Regions from separate parts of the Sus scrofa genome. Here region 1 is linked to region 2. A link is a contact called in public HiChIP or PLAC-seq data. All regions are on one chromosome and are shown on one strand. The core of a region is the stretch at or near the end of the contact, and the rest is flanking DNA. Distances in the headings are between cores, read along the strand shown. Region 1 holds the start of LOC110255257 (oral-facial-digital syndrome 1 protein-like). Region 2 holds the start of LOC110257905 (thymosin beta-4-like).

The links. HiChIP or PLAC-seq counts read pairs in DNA pulled down with a chosen protein or histone mark.
Region 1: an H3K27ac HiChIP or PLAC-seq map of alveolar macrophages shows a contact between it and region 2. The contact joins the promoter of LOC110255257 here to the promoter of LOC110257905 in region 2. A contact is called at or near these places in 1 of 47 Hi-C or Micro-C datasets (embryonic fibroblasts) and 1 of 2 datasets of contacts at active chromatin or transcription factors (alveolar macrophages).

Annotation. Positions count from the first base shown.
Region 1 is chrY:10,383,160-10,388,954 of Sscrofa11.1, reverse strand. It overlaps LOC110255257 (oral-facial-digital syndrome 1 protein-like), which reads right to left and starts at 3,369. Exons shown (of 23, transcript XM_021080897.1): 1 at 2,989-3,369; 2 at 2,738-2,836. The coding sequence starts at 2,997. LOC110257896 (a long non-coding RNA gene) reads left to right here and starts at 3,388. Exons shown (of 4, transcript XR_002340909.1): 1 at 3,388-3,540.
Region 2 is chrY:10,161,210-10,167,029 of Sscrofa11.1, reverse strand. LOC110257905 (thymosin beta-4-like) reads right to left here and starts at 3,483. Exons shown (of 3, transcript XM_021080912.1): 1 at 3,330-3,483; 2 at 2,149-2,262; 3 at 1,298-1,734. The coding sequence starts at 2,248. The coding sequence ends at 1,700.

The DNA of each region.
Region 1 (5,795 bases), core at 2,120-4,619, 220 kb before region 2:
CTGCACAGCAAAAATTTTCATAATATTGTAAATCAACTACAATAAAAAATTTTTTTAAAAAATCGAACACCGGAGTTCATTTTGGGTCAGAGGGTTGTAAATGCCAGCTAATATCCATGAGGACACAGGTTCAATCTCTGGCCTCACTCAGTGGGTTAAGGATCCAGTGTTGCTGAGAGCTGTGATATAGGTCGAAGACGCAGCTCAGATCCTGCATTGCTGTGGCTGTGGTGTAGACTGGCAGCTGTAGCTCCAATTTGACCCTTAGCCTGGGAATTTTCATATGCCACACCTGTGGCCCTAAAATGCAAAAATAAAATAAATAAAATAAAAAATTGAATGCCAAGATAATATTGCCACGAAAGTGGAAAAAGATTATGCTTCTATCATAAACTTGTATGTAATCAGAAATCTCTAGCATTCTACGGAAAAATAAAAACCCAAGGAACATGAACCACCAATCCACGGAAAACATACAATAGCCACAAAATATGTTTAACCTCATTAATAATCAAAAGAATAAATATTAAAAGGGTTTTGCAAACTTAGATTTGTTTCAAACACGTTATGATCATTACAGTGGTGAGAGACAAGCACTCAAAAACTGCAATGGAAACGAATCTGACTAGGAACCATGACATTGCAGGTTCAATCCCTGGCCTCACTCAGTGGGTTGAGGATCCAGCGTTGCCATGAGTTGTGGTGTACGCTGGCAGCTACAGCTCCGATTAGGCCCCTAGCCTGGGAACCTCCATATGCCACAGGTGCAGCCCTAAAAAGACCAAAAAAAAAAACCCTACAAAACCAGTTGGTGGACTATAAACTACTGTTGACTGTTGAACCACCAGGGGTTGGGGTCACCCTCCCTATCCCCAATTCTGTATCCATGGATAGTGTAGAACTGTAGTAGGTATTTATTGAAAAAAGTCCACACATAAGTGGACCTGACCAGTTCAAACAGTCTTGTGGTTCAAGGGTCAACTGTTTTACCTCTGCAAATAAGGCACCTACCCCAAGAGCCTTAAAAAACGCTCATGCTCCTTGATTCTTTATTGCCACTTAATCTATCCCAAGCAAAATGTGAGAGATGCAATTGAAGCAAAGTATAGACCAGTGTTGGAAGCATAAATATGCAACTGACAAAGAATGGAAAGAAAAGACTGGAACCATAGAGTGGCCATAGAGGTCAGTCTATACTTTACAAAGTCTTGTGACTCTCATGACACTTGAGGCAAAATGAATAAGAACAACATCAAAGAATGGCATCTTGAAAACAAGACTGCTGAAGCACTGATGTTGCTGATGGAAAACCATCAGCTCTAACATTCTCAGGACTGGAGCCTTGCTTGGGGGATTTTTGAGAGAGACCATAGATGGCTTGACGCAGACAACAAATTATGGCCTGGAAGGGCTAAGACATTTATGATTATTTTATATGCTTAGGAATGACTGTCCTAGCATATCTTGCTTCCAAAAAGTTTGAAGTAAAACACTGACGTGTTCCCTACACATACAAGGAAGTAGAAAATAGTAAATAAAAACCTTGAGTTGGCTCAGAGGGTTGCTATTGACTCTTGAAGGTGGTAGCCCCCTGATCCCCACTCTATTTCTGTGTCTCTTTCTTCTTATTTCTGCAGCACTGCTGACTTCAGGACCTGGGTTGACCAGCAGGCCTCGTCAGAACAGAGTATCACCTGAATGTTAAGTAATAGCTCTCTGCTACATACACAACCCATGAATCCAAAGATGAGCCTGGTGCCAATGAAAGCAAGGATTTCAAAAAATTTATAAGGACACAGGAAAATGCTCACAATATTAGAGTACACACCCACACACCCCCACACACCACTATGCCAATTAGTAACAGTAATTGTATTAAAAATGATTTATTTCCTTTATCCCTTTCCTTATGTAAGATGAGCTTCAAGCAGTTTTAGGTTATAAAAACCAAGGAGGAAGAAAAAGAAAAAAAAAATGAGCTTACTTTTCCTTAATTTCCCATTTCAAGTGTAAAATATTTTTTCAAATATACATGTTAATGAAAACACATTTGAAATAATCCTACTCCCTGTTGTCAACTCACATGTAAAGTGTATTAAGAAGTATTTGCTGCTCAATTTTACTTACCTTCCTACATACATTTAGATATATATAGTGGGTTTTTTGTTTGTTTTTTCTGGTCTTTTTAGGGCCACACCCATGGCATATGTAAGTGTCCAGGCTAGGGGTCAAATTGGAACTGGAGCCTCCAGTCCGTATCACAGCCACAGCCACACAGGATCCCAGCCACCTCTGCGGCCTACTCCACAGCTCACAGCAATGCCAGATCCTTAACCCACTGGCCAAGGCCAGGGATCGAATCCCTGCCCTCATGGATCCTAGTTGGGCTCCTTACCTCTGAGCCACAACGCAACTCAATATACTCAATGTATTTTAAAAAAGAAAATTCTTTCTACACTTAATAGTTCCTTAATGACTTCTATACGACGACAATACCCTCCATTTAAATACGAGTTTTTAAAAAACCACTTATTAATTAGCAACCTGTCCTCCAGAGTTTGAAAACAAACCTAACTTTACTGAAGTGTGTTTATGTTCTAAGTGTTACACAGGACAGAACAATGTAACTCATCAGTACATTCGGTAGATACTATTTTTAATGCGCAAAACATGGATGTGTACAGGTTACAGGTTACATCTCTAAAGGTTATAGAACAGATATGCCTAAAAGTGATACCTTGAGTGTGTCCAGTATACCATGATCCTTAAATGTCTGGTACAGCTTTTTGCGAAGTTCATCTTGACTCAACACGTCAGATTTGGGGGGCATGGTGGACTGTAAGAGAAAATGGTTACGGGTTATCTCTCAGGCAGAGGGGACCTGAATTACTGAAGACAGACCGGTGGCCTCAAGTAAGCCCAGAGACGCTTTAACCGAAACAAAGCCTTCACTTTGGCCCGCCTCCAGGAAGCGGCTGGTGTATCTACCTGAGCCATCAGGTGTCGGCTTCCTCCCGAGCCCGTCCCAACCCTCCGTGGCACGAGTTCAAGACCTAGCCCAGCAGAATCCCTGCCCTCGGAGCCCTGCCTCTGTCCCAACGGATCCGGAGAAACATGAGAGCCAAACACTGCTTCGCGCTCCGAACCAGGAACCGGGACAGAAACGGCCACTTGCTTTCTCTGCGGTTCTGATGGGTGGGCGGGGCTGTGACCCACGCGCAACTCTCACGGCCAGAGAGGAGGCGGAGACCGGAAGAGAGGAGGCGCGGCGCAAGGAAACAAGCCGGGCGGCGTTCGCGGAGCTCAGAGCTGAGCCCACCCCTCCCCGAAGTCCTCTGAGCCCAGCCGCCCTATCTAGAGCGCTACAGCGCACGCGCCGGGCTGCGCAGCACTCCCGCCGGAAGCTCCGCCTACGAGTCGCAGGAGCGCAGCTGTGGAATCTCGCGAGGGTAGCTTCGGGAGTCCCCACTGCAGCTGCGGGGCGCGGGTCTCTGCCGCGGGGACTGACTGGGCGTTTCCGTTGCCGGCGTCTCGCCGCAGGTAGGGGACGGAGTGAGTGGGCGGCTCCGGGATTCTAGGGACGTCCTGTGCCCCGCGTGACCCGGCTGTTGACCTAGTCTCTCCCTTCTGCCCTGGGCCCAACCCGCCCGGCCAGTGCACACTTTAACAGGCAAACGGGCGCGGACTCTGGGGCTTTGCTTGTTCTGTTTTTCACTAGGCCACTCAGGTAACCCCGGTTTTGTTAACCGCGGCACTACTGGCGTTTGGAGCCGGAAAATGCTTTCTTGTGAGGCTGTCCTGTGTACTATAGGATGTTGACCAGCATCCCTGGTTTTTATCCATTACATGTCAGTAGCACTCGCCCCCCCCCCCGTTGTGACAATCATGAATGTCTCCCCACATTGCCAGGTCTTCCCTGGGAGGCATAATCGCCCCCCATGGAAAACCGAGCGTGCGGTGAGGAAGATAGGTGAACTGTGTTCCTACGATGTTTAAATCTAATTAGAAAAGGAACCAGTCTCTCTAGAAGCAATAATAACATTAAAGCCTGAGAATTGGCTAAGATACGTTGTAGACTGGTTAAGTTTAGAAAAAAAGCTGGATATAACCATGAGCTGGCACATCTCTGGAAAATGCGACTTCATCAGGGCCTCGTTGGGTAGATTTTGGGTGGTGGGAAGAAGGGGGAAAATTATCAAAGGAATTAAACAAACATCAGGACCCTCTCAAGAGCAGAGGAAACTTATCTCCAGAGCACCACGCTGTGGGTATAAGGTATTTATGTCCTCTGAAGACAGAATTGGGCCAGTGCTAGCTTTGTGAACAGCAGTGCTGAGGACAGTGAATTTTGATCCCTGGCTGTTCAAGGCTTAGATAATGTAAGAAAAATCAAGAGTGACAACTTCAATAGGAGGTAGAGAGTGTGTGCGCTCATGTTGGAAAATAATTTGAGGAGGAATTTGATTGGACTTAAAAAGATGCGTAAAGTTTACACATGGAATCGAGGAGAGTATGCCAGGTAAGGAGACTTAACTACAGTGGACACAGTCACAGCTGGGGAGAAAAAATAAGTAGCCCAGTCCACTCTAGCCGATGTAGAGAAGTGAGATGAGCAAAGCCGTGCAGAGCAACATAGGACCAGGTTTTGGATATTAGTACTTGATCCTGTAGATGAAGAGCATTAAGGCTTTTGAGCAGAATAGTGAAATAATGAAATATGTTCGAAAGTGTTCATGTTGCAGATACTTTTAAATAAAAACACATCTGTGCCTCGATACCCTGTTAACCCCAACTTTGGTCCCCATATTAAATAGAATTAGATTAAATATCTAAAAGCAACCATTATCTTACTTGGAGTTAGAGGAAGTGCTTCTAATTTTAATAAAAAATGTCCTATTAAGGAACTGTCAATACTGTCCATCCTGCTTATTGCAAGAGACATGTCCTGCCCCCACACTAGGTTACTCTTGCAGCCCCAGGGTTATGGAATGACTGAAGCAAGTACTGTTGGGAGCACAGGACAGTTTTCTAGTCTGTAGGGGATATAAAGAGGTTTGCTATAAAAATAGGTGGTTTTGGAACTGGAGTCCATAAATTGTCTTAGAGGGGACTTCTAAGTTCATGGAGCTCATCCTCCCACTCTGGCACTAGTGGCCTTTCAGCCTCCAGTGAACAGGGTGTGGGAGGGGGAGGGGGAGTCCTCTCACCAGGCAGCCTGAAAGTTCTTTAGTTGTTGGAAAGTTCTCAATTATATTTACCTACCTGATTTTCCATGTAACCTGCAAGGAGCAGTCATAGGTTTGGCCTCTGGAACAGTTTGGAGTAAGTCTGTCTAGTTCACAGTTAGTAAATAGTTGGCACTCACAACATAGGCACTGCCCTCTTCCAAACCCACAGCATTCACTGATCATTGATCATAGCCCTCCTTCCCGCTGACCACCCTAGGGGTCTTCTCAGACTCTCTCACACCATTTCCTTAGAATGAGCTCACAAGACCCATTTGCCATCCCTAGTCCGATCCCTTTTCCATTAGACAGCTTCACATTTAAAGACTGTACCATACCCCACTCCCCCCACCTCCCACAAAAAAGGTCTCGCCCACCATTTTAAACTCTGTTCCTTTTGTATTGTTTCCAGAGCATTGCCAGAATAGCCAAGTTGGCTTCCTCTCACATTATTGATTCCAACATTAAGACAGACTAGGTCAGGCTTAAGCTCAAACTCAAGGGCTTCCTAGAGACCCCATGCTGTCAACTCACAGGACACACTTAGTTAACGTTGCAGTCATTACCAAG
Region 2 (5,820 bases), core at 2,234-4,733:
GCACTGTAAATTTAAGGTGAGATATTGCATAAATTACCATTTTAAAATTGTGTTCTTTTTTATTTCTGAATGCTTCCTCAGAGAACAAAGGAAGCCATTTAAGATAAAGTATTAAGACCATTAAAAAAGAAAAATAGATGTGACTCAACAAACCTAACTGGTATCCATGAGGACTCAGGTTCAATCCCTGGCCTCACTCAGTGGGTTAAGGATTTAGTGTTGCTGTGGCTGTGGTGTATGTCTACAGCTGCAGCTCTGAGTCAACACCTAGGCTGGAAACTTCCATATGCCACAGGAGTGAATCGGATGTGGCCCTAAAAAAAAAAAAAAAACCAAAAAACTGTCTTGTTCATAGCTGTCTAGTTATTTCAACTTGTATATCAATTGTCTAGATTTGGGCCCTTTAAATTGTTGACCACATACCTAAACTTTAGATTCTGAGATTTTTCTCTTGGTTATTCCTAGAATATTGAGCACAGGATAAGATCTGGCATTGTGGTGGCGGTGGCATAGTCTGGCAGCTGAAGCTCTGATTTGACTCACAGCCTGGGAACTTACTTCAGATGTGGCTCTAAAAAGACCAAATTAAAAAGAAAAAAAATTGCATAGTAAAATGATTTAAACACAAAGTTTTTACTTTCTCTCCTCACTAAAAACACTTCAAATTATGAGAAGTATTATATTTAATAAGAACCTGAAGTGAGCCAACTAATTTATATTGAAATAAATTTAGTGCAAACGTGGTACCACAGTTACTTTAAAATCCAAATATTCTTAATTATACAAATTAAGATGAGTTATACTAAAATCATATTTATTAAAGGTACATGTATTTTTCATTTTTAAAAATTCTAAGAGTTCCCATCGTGGCTCAGTGGTTAACAAACCAGACTAGCATCCCTGAGGACATGGCTTTGATTCCTGGCCACCATCAGTGAGTTAAAGTTCCTGCATTACCATGAATTGTGGTGTAGATCATAGACGTTCCTCAGATCCTGAGTTCCTGTGGCTGTGGCTTGGGTGGGAGGCAACAGCTTCCTTTGGACCCCTAGCATGGGAAACTCCATATGCCCAGGGTGTGGGCCTACAAAGACAAAATAAATAAATAAATAAATTCTAAATGTTGAATTCTAATTAAAAGTCAGCCATTAGACAATGTCATAAATATCAAATTCCTTTTTAGTCTCTGTTACAGTTTTAATCATTTATTTCTCCCCAGTGAGACCAAGAAGCAAGACCTTTTCATACAGCTTTCATCTAGGAACATCATTCTCTTCCAGACATCAGTCACACAAGCTAAGTTTTAAAATTTTTTATTTGCATATTAAAAAATTGTGCATTCCATACTTTAAAAATCATTTTAACTAAAAGAAAATGGCACTCTGAATAAACTGCATTTTACAGCCCTCAGGACATCACGGATCAGTTTGCTTTCTCTAGATTTCACTCTCTTCCCACCCAGTTTCCTCCTTCACCAACATGCAAGTTCTTTTCCTTCCCTGGCACCCAGACAAGTAGATGGAAGAGGCAGGCGCGGCCTTCGTGTCAGTAGTTCTCCTTTTTTTGATGAGAAAAGGGGTAGCACAATCATTTAAACTTGATCCAATCTTTTTGCATCTTAAAAAGGTAAACAGCTAAAAGTAAAACAAGAAGGCAGTGCTTGCGGAATGTACAGAGTATACTGGCGGTGACAGCCTCATTACGACTCGCCTGCTCGCTTCTCCTGTTCAATCGCTGTGACCGGAAAGAAAAAGACAAAAAGAAAAAAAAGATGGAGGAGGCTGACAAGGCGAATTCAGTATAGCCTAGGATAGGAGTCTCGTACTTTCGTTTTAAAACTTCTTTCCTTATAAAAATTTTCTAAGTATCATTAGGCATCATACATTACTTATATGTAATAGAATATTTTAACACAAAAGAATCAAAGTATTTGCATATTAATACGGTATATTATAAAACATTCCACCGTGAAATTATTAAAGCCGTTTGTTGGCTGCAAATAATTTTAAATTAACCTTTCCAAGTCACACAGAACAAAAAATTGTGGTCTCCTCCCCCTCCCACAATAATTCTCCTAGCCCCTCCCAAGTCCTCCTATCCACCCCGCCCAGATTTTTTTTTAAGGAAGTCCGGTGGGGTGGGACTAACTTTCTTTTGAAGGCAGTGGATTTTTCTCTTGCGTTTCTGTCTTCTTCAATTTCGACTTATCAAATTTCTCAATCTCAGCCATATCGGGTTTGTCAGACATGATTGCAAAGGAAGCTGCAAAGGTACAAAGCCAGGAGGGACGTTGAAGGCAAACCACCCACCCTCTTCTCTACTAACCTAGAAATGCGCTTCCGCTCTTGCCTTTCCTGCTGAAACCCCCTTTGCCTATTTCCGTTTTCACTGGCGCTAAAAAAGACCTTCCTCTTTCTACAGCGAAAAAAGAAAAGAAAACAAACAAACCACTCCCACTCCCTTGCAATATTTCAAAAGGCTGGGGACCAAACTGGGAAGACCGTTCACGTAAGGAGGCCCAATATCTCCGAACATTGAAATTAACGAACGTTGTTAGCCAATCACACATTTCAACATTAGAGATAGTGAAGCCGGTTCTTCTTCAACGGGAAGAAAATTTCTTAAAATGAGGCCAGGTTGCACAAAGCGTTTCCATTTTCTATTCGCAGCCTCTCCCTCCAAAATGCGGGCCGCCCTGCTTTCTTCCCTCTCTTCACAAAGGCGGCAGCTGGGCGCAAATGACCACCGCCCTGCCTACTTCCTCCCTTCACAACAGTGCAGCCAGCCACGCACAAAGCTGCCCCGCACCCTCTAGATCAACCCCGATCTGCCTTTTGGAGTAATAAGGCTGCTCTGCACGCATTCCCTTGCAAGAAAGACCTTTTAAACATTTCACAGTATAGCCCAGCTTCCTTAGAGCCGAACAAATGCAGCCTGCGAGGCTAGAAGGAAAATGGGACTGTGAAATCCCGGGTTTGGGTGGGTGTGAGTTGGAACAAAAGATCTCCCTGTTCTTATTAATCACCGCCTAAGTGGCAAAGCAGAATACCTTTGGAGAGGGCGGCGGTGGAAAAAGGAAAAATTGTTCCCTTTGCAACTGCACAGCAAAAGGCCAGTTTTTTTGTTTGTTTGTTTGTTTTTGTTTTTTTATATCTATATCTATATATCACCGAGTTCCCGACCCAGCATCTGGAAAGGTTTGGCATCCCCAAACTCCCCCAGGCAGCCTTTCCCGGAAGTACGACTCGGCTTTAGGGATGCTGGCTGGGAGAGCCCGCGCGGGCAGCGAAAGGGAATGGAGGGCGGGAAGCAGAGACCCCAGAGCTCACCCGAGAGAAGCGCGAGGAGGTAGAAACCAGTCTACGCAGTGGCCGCTGCTGAGTGCTGGGCGGGATGCAGAGGGCGTAGCTATATGCGAGCTCCTATGTAAATGAGGTGATGTCATCCGCCGGCCCGCTTAACCCTTCACAACACGTCTCCGGAAAGGCTTCCGTGGCCAACCTGGATGCGTGGGTGGGTGTGGGTGGGTGTGTGTTGGGGAGGAGGGGGGACGACGACGCTCTTGCGTGCGGGGGCGGGGGGCCTCCCCCGGGGGCCCTCCTCGCGGACATCCATGCACCGAAAGACAGTGAAGCTGGGAAACAAAACGCGTTTAGCCCATTCTGTGACACTTCATAATGCAGTATGTCTGTTCTAGCATAATGGGTTTTCCCGGCAGCAGAGGAAACCCACTCTTGGAGATAGAAACTTGGTAACTAAGGGCCTGGGTGGTACCTGGGGGCAGGCATTCCTTTACTGCCGAGCTGTTTTTGTCTGATTCAGACATCCCCAGGGAGGGGTCAGATGTCCCTCCCAGAGCCTTGCCCAGTGCAAGGGTGAGATTCCTGTGACAACTTTCAGGCCTTATACCCCACCTGGGCCCTCTTTTTCTCCTGGCTTGTGTTCACCTAGACTTGGATGGGAGGCAAAGCACTCTCAAATGGGAGGAGAAAAATTTTCCCAGTGATACATTCATTCCTTTTTTCATCACTGTAATTTTTTAGACTCTAGTCAAATAACTGGAATATCTGATGGAATTTAATTTCTTTGGAGTTTAAAGAGCCGTTGCTTCCCCTAAAAAAAATAAGTTCAAGTTCTGCTGTTGACTTGCTGTCTGATAAGTAGGAAGTTCTTTTACTTTTCCTGGTCCTTATTTTCCTAAATTAAAAACATTGCCAAGGAGGGCGGGGGTGGAAGGTCAAAGAATGCAGTCCCATCGTCTCTAAAATCTAAAGATGAAATTTAGCATTTTAAGAAACATGATTTAAGACTCCGTATTTTGAAGGGAGTCTTTTTAGAACGATTCCATTTTGAAGTGTGTTTCTGAGTCACATCTGGAAACAAGGAAGCAGATTTTAATATGGCCCGTGACTCAGTGTATACTGGGGACCCTCCTTTACGGCTTAAATTAGTTACAGATGCTACGGGGAGGATGAGTGGGTGGTGGCGGCTTCACAGGGTCAGGGAAATGAAGAGCCAGGTAGTTAAGGTTTTGAGGAAATGCGGCATGCACAATACTTCTCCCTCCCTGTGTCCTCAGAAAATGTTTCCAAGAAACCACTTGCAATTCATGTTTACTGCAGAAGCTTTTGTTTCACTCGGCATTAGTCTATTATACGGAAGCTTAAAATCTTTCAACTTCCACCTTCAGTACACTGTACTTCCTTCTTTGTGGGGAGGAGGAAGGGAGATGTGTAGGGACTTCCGCTGGTTGCCCATTTCACAGATGGGGACATTGGACTTTTTATGCTGTCGTAAGAAAGAGATGTCACCTCTCTGATCCTATCCCATCATCCTCCTAATCCAATTTAGTTTACCGCCATGAGAGAAAACAAAATATGGTGCAGGGTGGATTTTTGCTGGGTTTCAGCTGACAACTGCATTGTACATTTCTATAGGAGTACAGCTGCATTTCTATAGGTTCTCTATTCTTCTTTCAACCAGCTGTTGTCAAAAACTTCTTTCCAGAGTTCCAATGGTGGCTCAGTGGAAACAAATCTCACTAGTAATCATGAGGCTGCTATTTCCATCCCTGAACTTGCTCAGTGGGTTAAGGATGAGGTGTTGTGCTGTGATGTAGGTCTTCACAGATGTGGTTTGGTAGTCCAGTGGCTACGGCTCAGATTGGACCACGTAGCCTGGAAACCTTATATATCAGGTGCCAACTAAAAAAAGACAAAGAAAAATCACATATTTTCTCCCCAATATCTCCTGTTTACAGTAAATACCACTACCAGCTCATTCCTACTTCTGCCTGTCAATTTAAAGAAAAAACACACAGCCTGGATTCTGAGTTTGTTTTTTGCAGGGACTTTCCAAGGACTATAACCTTGGGAGATAGTTGCTTAGTAGTTCAGGGGAAGCTGTTCCAAAGAAGTAGGGAGAAGCCAGTTTATATGGGATTTTTGATTAGGAATATGGGTAGGTCAAGCATACATCTTGCTTAAAGATTACTGCTAGACACAAAGATTAAACATCCTGAGGCAGTGATTTTAGCCAGGATGCAATAATCTGGAATCAGTGAAATACTTCCTTAGATTTGCATCTTAAGTATCTAAGGGGCCTGCTTGTCCAAAGCATAGAGCATCCTATTAACACATGTATTTCCTCCCAAAGTGTACTGCCAGTCAGTGACAGTACAGCATTTCTGGTTAAAGCATTTCTGGTTAAATCTCATAGAACTATGGGTTGGGGTATCCGGTAGTAAGCAACCACTCCCCCTTACCTCCATTTTTAACCAAGCTCTTTTTCTTAGAAAGGATTATGCCTTGCAAAGCAGTG